Linked DNA regions of Mus musculus: regions 2 and 3 are each linked to region 1. Evidence: chromatin contacts called from public Hi-C and HiChIP or PLAC-seq data. All regions are on one chromosome and are shown on one strand. Each heading gives the region's core, a stretch centred on a gene start, on an enhancer-like site or on the middle of the called end of the contact. The rest is flanking DNA. Distances are from core to core; before and after follow the strand shown.

Region 1 (3,100 bases), core at 433-2,932:
CAAGACTGAAGATGGGTAAATTAATTCTCTCTCTAGTCTTCTCTTGGAGGAACAGTCTTAACATACATTTTCCTTCTCCACAGTCTGGCCAGAGATGACCTGTGCCACTAAGCTGGTGTATTCACCAATAACAAAGCTGCATCTGTCTCCTTGAGACTTTTTGGGCAATAGACAGCACAATGAGGCATCGAGGTGTAGTCATTCCCTCCCTTTCCTGACTACCCCTCCTCTTTCACCAGCACACTCTTATGTTCCTAAGCGTTGGCTCCCCATGTGTTAGAGGAACCCAGAGTAGGCATCATGAGCATGGACTTCAGTATCCAGAGTGAAGTTTTATCTGAGTTCTTCCTCAAGACTTCTGTCCTATACCTTTCAGCTTTAAGAGAAGATGACTCATTCATCAGGCTAGGAAGCAGGCCCCCAGAGCTCTGCATGGGGCTTTAATATCAGTATCTTCACAGTAAGATTGTATGGGATAGAGAATCCAGCAGCAGACAACCATAATGATACCTAGCTACAACCTTTCGTCCAGTGCTTACCCAGTGCTGGTTTGGTAGCCTCACTTCTCCTTCATCTGCACACTGGAAGGCGTGCTCTCAGTCTTCACAGGGCATCGTGTCAACAAGATCCAAATCCCTTTGGGCGGGCGAGCTTTGTGTTTTTCCATCCTAATATGCTAAATGGTGACTCAGTCCCCCGGGGATCTCAAATCCCTGCCGTGAATTAGTGTATTAGACAATTATGGCCATAACTTTCCATTCTAATCACTCTGGATGCGTTCCTTTGCTCTAATGTGACTGCCAAGTTCCTGCAAGATCCTTCACAGATGAGTTCCAGGCAGCTGAGTATTTTTGTCAACAGGCAGAAATAAAAATCGGAACTTGGAGCCTACCTACCGGGTTAGGGGACCGCCAAGAGTGAGACATCTCATGACACTGCCCCTCCTTAGCTAGTTGGTTAGCCATCTACTGACCTCTGGCTGTGGAGACATCTCATAGTGAAAAGCCATGGGGTTACTAGAGGCATATATTTTGGATCCCTTTCAATTGGCTTGTGAACAACCATGACATAACCTAAGATTTTATGAGCTCATGAATCTTGAAAACCCAATGCATGCTTTTGGAGTTTAGAAAATGTCCCTAAGTTCTTCTGCAGATGTTATAGTGAAAACATGAAGAAGAGCCATCTGTAACAAAGGTCTGGAGTCTGCACTCCAGGTCTCTGCAAGTGTATGAAAGAAGTGGCTTTATTTGAGGAAGGAAGAGTCCATGACTTTAGTCTCCTTAGGCTTGGTTGGAACAGGTCTTCAATGTTCAGAGAAAGATGGAAAAGGTCTTTGATCAGAGCAAGTGACCCACAGTACCCAATTCACCTGAAAAACAAATCTCAAGCAGTCAGTTTGGCCATCAGAGGAGTTCTGTGGGAACCAGGCCCTCTGAAGAGAGCTTGGGGCATCTCCTGAAGCAATTGCCTCTGAGAAGAACTTACTAGAACAGCAGGAAGTAAATGGGGTGAAATCCCAGCATGTCTGAGATTTAAACCCCAGTTTCTACATGGAAAAGCTTCTCAGAAGCAGGCTGAGCTCTAAGGCCCCACTGCCCAAGCCCTGGGTCTCTTTCTTCATCCTCTGCTAACTCTAATGCCAATCTCTTCTCTGGGTTGTTTGGCTACCTACCCTTGTCTGGTCTCTAAAGGATACAGAATAGATTTAGAGCCTTGTGGACAGAACAGTCCCCATGCAGGGGCTTCTAGAATCAAAAGACTCTTAGGTTCCAGAGTCTAGATTCTTCTGGAAGAAGAATCCCCTTCCTCCATCTGGAGTACCACTTCTTTGCACAATGGATGAACATAAGAAAGCCACATCTTTATTTCTAGGGACAACCAAGGCTATAGCACACTGATGCAATGGAATCGAAGACTTTTTATTAAAGGGTTCTTTGGGGACCACAGACTTGTAAACAGAGACATGTCTTCAACATTTTCTTGGTCGTATCTTTGGTGCCAGGGTGTCTGCCTGCTGTTTTGTCGGGAGCTGCGTCCAGAATTAACTACAGATTACTCAGCCGGGTCTGGTTTCTCTGTCTTGGTAGACAGCAGGACTATGGGTTGATGGTCCCCACAGGCCTTCTAAATGCAGACACAGCATCTCCTCAGCCCCTGTCTCCAGCTTTGCTCTACTCTGTATGCACTTTTAATAGCTGGGCCAGGCCATTCCTTCAGAGGAGCTTGGGTAAGTCCCAGAAAGCAAGGAACAAAACAGCATTTTTTAAGTCTCCCAATTTTGATGTTTTCCTAGTGTGTATGTTCTCTTTTCTCCCTGACTTCTTTCCAGTATTTCTATTCTTTTCAGGTGGGTTAATGACGAAGGGCTCTGTTAGGCTGTCAAGGCGCCCAGGAGAGGATGCTCACAGGAATACTAAGGATCAGTGCTGAGAAGGGAAAGTTCTTCACAAAGGATGCTTGAGACATTTCTGTCCGCGAGCTGCTTCTCTGTAGATTCCTCCAACTCTCGGGCATCTCCTGGAACAGTGGTTGTTAAACAAGTTAAGAATCTTTAGGCTGGTCTGTGATGGTTCACACCTCTGATCCCAGCACTCCGGAGGCAGGGGGAGGTGGGTTTCTGAGTTTAAGGCCAGCCCGGTCTACAGAAAGAGTTCCAGGAAAGCCAGAGCGACAACAGAGACCTCATCTCAAAAACAAACAAAAACAAGTAAAATAAGAATCTGACCTCCTCAGGTGGAAGGACCACAGCGCTGTTCAACAGAGAAATTAGAGGAATGGGGGCGGTGCCTGCCCTGCATCCTTTTGACCTTTTCCCTTACCTTTCTTCTCTTGGGATTGCTCTGTATGTCCTGCCACAGCATCTGACATCTGGAGGACAGAGAAAAGCTATGGCAATAGCTGGCAATGTGGAAGCCGTTGTCCAGATCATGATGCTGTTAAAGACTGGGTAAAGATCTCTGGTTTCACAAAAGCATTCGGGGGTGTCACCAACGCCATTCGGTACTCAGAACTAGTTACACCCTAGAAGAGAGTGACAAGTTAGGTTCTATAATGGGCATGTAGAAATGTGTACATTAGTGAGAAGGAGTACCCACCG
Region 2 (2,950 bases), core at 339-2,838, 180 kb after region 1:
AGGGACCCTCCCAGAGCCATCAGGACACAGGAACCAAAGAGCAGCCAGGGACAGGATCCTTCCAGTTTCCATCTGCACCCCGGAGCTGACCCTGTGCCACAGCTCTCCAGACCCAAATTCCTCCTGGATAGAACTGGTCTCTGAGGAGTACTAACATTCAGGCTTGCAGGAGTGACAAGCCACATTCAGAGACAGCAAGACCAGCTAATACCAGAGATAACCAGATGGCAATAGGCAAGGGCAAGAACATAAGCAACAGAACCCAAGGCTACTTGGCATCATCAGAACCCAATTCCCCCTCAACAGTGAGCCCTGGATACCTCAACACACCAGAAAAGCAAGACTCTGGTTTAAAAATCACATCTCATGATGATGATAGAGGGCTTTAAGAAAGACATAAATAACTCCTTTAAAGAAACACAGGAGAAGGCCAGGCAGTGGTGGCACATGCCTTTAATTAATCCCAGCACTTGGAAGGCAGAGGCAGGTGGATTTCTGAGTTTGAGGCCAGCCTGGTCTACAGAGTGAGTTCTAGGACAGACAGGGCTATGAAGAGAAACCCTGTCTTGAAAAAGAAAGAAAGAAAAAAAGAAAGAAAGAAAGAAAGAAAGAAAGAAAGAAAGAAAGAAAGAAAGAAAGAAAGAAAGAAAGAAAGAAAGAAAGAAAGGAGAACATAGGTAAGCATAAAAATCCTTTAATGAACTACAGGAAAATACAACCAAACAGACAAAGGAAATGAACAAAACCATCCAGGATCTAAAAAATGGAACTAGAAACAATAAAAAATCACAAAGGGAGACAACCCTGGAGTTAGAAAACCTAGGAAAGAGATCAGAAATCACAGACACAAGCATCACCAACAGAATACAAGAGATAAAAAGAGAATTTCAGGTGCAGAAGGTACTATAGAAACATTGACATAACAGTCAAAGAAAATGCAAAATGCAAAAAGCTCCTAACCCAAAACATTCAGGAAATCCAGGGCACAATGAGAAGACCAAACCTAAGGATAATAGGTATAGAAGAGAGTGGAGATTCCCAACTTAAAGGGCCAGAAAATATCTTCAACAAAATTATAGAAGAAAACTTCCCAAACCTAAGGAAAGAGATGCCCATGAGCATACAAGAAGTCCACAGAACTCCAAATAGATTGCACCAGAAAAGGAGTTCCTCCTGTCACATAATAGTCGAAACACCAAATGCATAAAACAAAGAGAGCATTGTGCAACAGAAGTCAGCTGTCTACTAGTAAAGATGCAGCAAAGACATGTGAGGAAAAGGAATAAATTAAAAAATGGCCTGGGCCATTCCTGTGGCCAGGGTCCTGCTGCCTGGCTTGTGGGCTAAGAGAAAACACTCACCAGCCAAGAAGCAGAGCAGCATAGGACACGAGGTGGTGGTCCCATTTGCCATCATCCTTTGTTATGGTTTTAGATCTGTCTCTCACCCACCTGGCTTCAGCTGTTCTACGGTCTGAAGGATAATTTAAAGTTCTCTCTCCTCTGTCTGACAGGAAGTGTAAATGTGGAGACCATTTGTGGACCACTGGCCACTGGCCCAGTCTTTGTGCCTGCTCCCCTGGCAGCGCTGCGCTGAACACATGGGCATGCCTAAATGTTTGTTCAATGCTAAGTGGCCGTTGGTGCTTGGTCATTCCCTTCCAAGTCATGTCAAGTGAGAAAGTGCGTGTTCAGAAAGTTCAGAGCAGCTTTGCAGCATACCCAAGAATGTCTGGAAACAGCTAAGGAGAACTTGTGGCTTCTTCCAGCGCCTGGCAGCCAGCTGCTAGCTGCCAGCTGCCAGCTGCCAAGCATACAGTTTCACATCTGGGCTTGGTTTCCTGAACTTGGCCATCAGTCCCAGGGCAAGAGATTGTCTTCGTGACTGTGAAGAATGGAACACAAACAGTGGCTTGGTGTTAGGGTAGTTAGCAGGAGGAAGCAAAGCCAACCTCTGAGGAGAGTGCCAACAAGCTGGCACCAACATGCCTGGCCCATCAGTGGAGAACGCTTGGAAACTCAGAGTGTTCAGGGCAAGCTTGAATCATCTCTCAACTGCAACCTCAATTCAATTCCACAAATATTTTTGAGGCTCTTCCATGTGTCATGCCTCTTTCAAGCACATAGAATACATCAGTGAAAGAAACAGACTGGATTCCTGATGCTGGAGAGTTCCACAGGAAGAAGGAATGATGAACAGTAGGTATGTTTAATGCACACCTTTGGGGGCTGTCGGAGGACAAGCTTTGGACATCACAGCTAAGCACAGGAGACCGAGGGCAGGAACTGCAGGTTACACTGTCAGCTTGGTTTGTTCTCATCACTTTTCTTCTACAGAGTATACTTCCAAACAGAGTTACTCAGATAGCTTGCTCACTCTACAGAAGGGGTTTGGGACTATAAGCAAGCTTCACAAAGTGTGATTAAAGTGTTAGAGAAATGGCCATAGACCAGACTATGTGTGCTAAAATGTATCTCCAGAACCGTAGCCACCTTGACTCAAGTTCATCACTTCCTCTGAAGGGTGGCCTTCCTCCATGGCACCTACAGGGTATCTGAGTATACTCCAAAAGTCTCTTCACATCTCTAGTTTTCCTGAGTTAGAAAACATGAACCCAAACACAGGAGAAGCATTTGATTATTTTCATGAGAAAAGAAGACAAAGGTTTTAAGCTGTTACTTATAAATGATGAGATTAAGGGGTGAATCTCTGTGAGTCATATCCCAACACATATGGGGAATCTCAAAGCTTTAATGTGATGGAATTTAGAGGTGGAGGTTTTAGAAGGAGATTAGGTTTAGGTGAGATGGTAAGGTGGGATCCCAGCATTCTATCAGTATTTTTAATGACAAGAAGATAATAATACCTTTCTTTCTGCCATATAAGAAAATGACCTTTGTAAGGCAGGAAGAGAATGCTTACAGGGAACCAAACCACTAGGCTTTACCTT
Region 3 (2,751 bases), core at 48-2,547, 230 kb after region 1:
TGTGGTATGAGGAGGAAATTGTCTGGGGAGTAAAGGACAGACTCTAATTGTCCAAAGCACAGTAGTGTTTGTGGTTGTCACTCAGTCCAGGGAGTCTTGGCTCTGGGAGGAAGAAGCAGGATATAACCAACTCTTTGGGCTGAGAATGAGCACAGGATCCCCCGAGAGCTGTACTACGTGTGTGTGGCGGGGAGTGTGGAGGCGGAGCAGGAGGTTTGTCCTCTAATTGTGAGGATCCAAGCTGTTTCCCCATCACCCTTTACCTAGCTCAAGATTCCTTTCCTGGCTTGGCTGGCTTAGGGTTTTACTGCTGTGAACAGACACCATGACCAAAGCAACTCTTATAAAGGAAAACATTTGATTGAGGCTGGCTCACAGGTTCAGAGGTTCAGTTCATTATCATCATGGTGGGAACATGGCAGAGTCCAGGTAGGCATGGTGCAGGAAGAGCTGAGTTCTACATCTTCATCAGAAGACTGCTAGCAGATATTGACTTCCAGGCAGCTAGGAGGAGGGCATTAAAGCCCACGTCCACAGTGACACACCTACTCCAACAAAGCCACACCTCCTAATAGTGCCACTCCCTGGGCTAAGCATATACAAACTGTCACAGCTGCCATATTTCCTGAGTTTGCAGGGCATAGTTGTCCTTTGCTGTCCCAAGCAGTGAGAGGGAGGGAGGGAGGGAGGGAGGGAGGGCGAGAGCGCACGAGAGAGAGAGAGAGAGAGAGAGAGAGAGAGAGAGAGAGAGAGAGAGAGAGAGAGAGAGAGAGAGAGGGAGAGTCTCCGACTCCCACTTCTCATGGATACTAAAACATAAGGATGCTCCTCGTGCCTTGTATAAAATGGTGTCATAGCTACATATAAATTACGTGTATCTCTTAAAATACTTCAATCATCTCCAGATGATTTATAATGCCTGATATGAAATAAATATTCTATAAGCAGATGGTGTCCTATAATGGTTAAGGACTAATGACTAGGGAAAAGTCATACATGTTCAATTCATATATGCTCCCACCACCGGGATTTTCAATACAAAGCTGTTGAAGGGGGTGCCCAGGTGTGGTTCTGGTGAACATCAACAGGCTGGCTGTGCTCTGATTTTAGAGTTTTCAGCATGCAGTTTACAAAGAGGACCAGTTACAGTTCTCAGCATTTGGAGAGGAGCCCTGGAGCCCCCTGCCAGAGTTCTAAGGGGCGGGGAGGAGCTCTGAATTACTGTTAGCTATCCCTGACACAGGATTGCAAGGTCTTCAAAGGCGGAGTTACACCCCAGGGATCAGAGTGGTTTCAAATTCTGCTTCCCCACCCAGTGACAGAGCCATGCTGCTATTCTTTTTCATGGTCCTGTGACCCACCCAGCCACTGTGTAATCAATGTTTCCAGTCTTTTCCAAAATAAACATGTCCACGGTCATTTGCAATCAGGGAAATGAAAGTTTTCCATCTCTCTGTGGAAGCACCACTTAGTTTTGAAAACAAAGAATTTAGCAAAGGAATTTAATCTCTGGTTACTTTGTAATACATCTGTGGCACTAGACCCTAAGAGATCAGTTCTTTTCTCATCTTCTTTTAGGTTCAGTTAAATTCGTCACTGCCTGGCCCCCCACTCATTTCTGCTTTGTTCAGAATTATCAAACAGAATGGCTAGAGAGTAGGACCGTAACTGTATCCCATTTCAGGATTAAGCAATGAGGAAACGGGAGCCAAGACTGGAAATGAAAACGTCCTTGCAAATGATCAAGTGAAGATAGGACTTAAAACCCACAGCTGCCATTGTGCCAGGGAATTGTCTGCCCTCTTTGAACGAACTGCTGAGGGCTGCTTTGCATTTATATCAGGTTTTAAAGATAATAAATGCCATTCTTCCTGTTCAAATGAAATGTAATTTCACAACTGCTTTGAAGATAGCCCCTCTTTCTTTGTATCTGTGGAAACGAACAACCTCTTGCCCCGACACATCCCCAGCATCATACCTGTTTAGTATAAAAAGGGTTTGTTTGCTCTGGCTGACTAGTGATTTTATTTTAGAAAGAAATGACTGATTAAGAGTGGCGCAGACACCAGGATCAAAGCTTGCTCTTCGTACAATATGCTGGGGTGTCAGAGGCAGCCAAGCTGGTTATGTATCCACTGGGCTAAATTAGTGTCATTATCACCTCAGTAAAGCTTAGATATTAGTGTGTGCTGTGCTAAAGAACCCAATTACAGTATCTGCTGGACGACGTATTAAATGACACCATTTAATTAAAGCCTAATCTCTCTCTCTCTCTGGATGAGCAATATTTTCAGTTATTAAACATTCTTTCATTCAATTACTGCAAATCTCTGACCATTTTGGAGAGCAGGAAAGAAACTCATCTGGCACCCAGATGTCCCAGGAGAATAACCACTGTTTTGTGTTGTGTTTAGGACTTGGCGCCCAGTCACAGTCACCCAGGACAGACTGCACAGTTTGAAAATTCTGCAGATTTGCTTCTCAGGTTTTCGAGCAGCAGAGGGCCCTGTCTGCGACTCTCACTGGTTTTCTTCAAGGACTGAGGCATAATAGAGACCTCCAAAACACATTCAAAGGAATAAAGCCATTAAAGAAATACAGTTCCCATGCCAGGGGCTGAGCCCTGTGACTGATGTGGCAGTCATTCGTTTTGAATGAATGTCTCATCCTAGAACGCAAGAATTGAAATGAACTTCGACAGTGAACTCTAGAGATAATCTGTAATAGAAGGAATTTTGTACTTGTTAGAAG

What was found. A called contact is a pair of places that touch in the nucleus more often than the background predicts. HiChIP or PLAC-seq counts read pairs in DNA pulled down with a chosen protein or histone mark.
Region 2: a contact with region 1 is called in a Hi-C map of the C2C12 cell line, with 2.9 times the contacts expected there. The contact joins the enhancer-like site here to the promoter of 4930538L07Rik in region 1. A contact is called at or near these places in 2 of 15 datasets of contacts at CTCF or cohesin (both in the NIH/3T3 cell line), 20 of 484 Hi-C or Micro-C datasets (3T3-L1-derived adipocytes, the C2C12 cell line, bone marrow-derived macrophages and 10 more) and 5 of 115 datasets of contacts at active chromatin or transcription factors (the NIH/3T3 cell line, astrocytes, embryonic fibroblasts and 2 more).
Region 3: a contact with region 1 is called in an H3K27ac HiChIP or PLAC-seq map of the NIH/3T3 cell line, with 5 times the contacts expected there. The contact joins the enhancer-like site here to the promoter of 4930538L07Rik in region 1. A contact is called at or near these places in 17 of 484 Hi-C or Micro-C datasets (the C2C12 cell line, adipose-derived mesenchymal stem cells, beige adipocytes and 8 more) and 5 of 115 datasets of contacts at active chromatin or transcription factors (the NIH/3T3 cell line, astrocytes, embryonic fibroblasts and 2 more).

Annotation. Positions count from the first base shown.
Region 1 is chr14:47,755,816-47,758,915 of GRCm38.p6, forward strand. 4930538L07Rik (RIKEN cDNA 4930538L07 gene) reads right to left here and starts at 1,683. Exons shown (of 2, transcript NR_166788.1): 1 at 1,489-1,683; 2 at 1,229-1,372.
Region 2 is chr14:47,935,588-47,938,537 of GRCm38.p6, forward strand. The region is part of intron 2 of 4930447J18Rik (RIKEN cDNA 4930447J18 gene); the gene reads left to right. Among named protein-coding and RNA genes, the nearest start is that of 4930447J18Rik, 38 kb to the left of the region's middle. Within about 2 kb of position 1,589, at least 46 of the 459 cell types and tissues checked have an H3K27ac peak or open chromatin away from gene starts, as enhancers often do. A contact at or near this core is called in the C2C12 cell line, astrocytes, muscle stem cells and 1 more, where this site is marked.
Region 3 is chr14:47,985,429-47,988,179 of GRCm38.p6, forward strand. No RefSeq gene overlaps it. Among named protein-coding and RNA genes, the nearest start is that of 4930447J18Rik, 88 kb to the left of the region's middle. Within about 2 kb of position 1,298, at least 45 of the 459 cell types and tissues checked have an H3K27ac peak or open chromatin away from gene starts, as enhancers often do. A contact at or near this core is called in the C2C12 cell line, the NIH/3T3 cell line, beige adipocytes and 3 more, where this site is marked.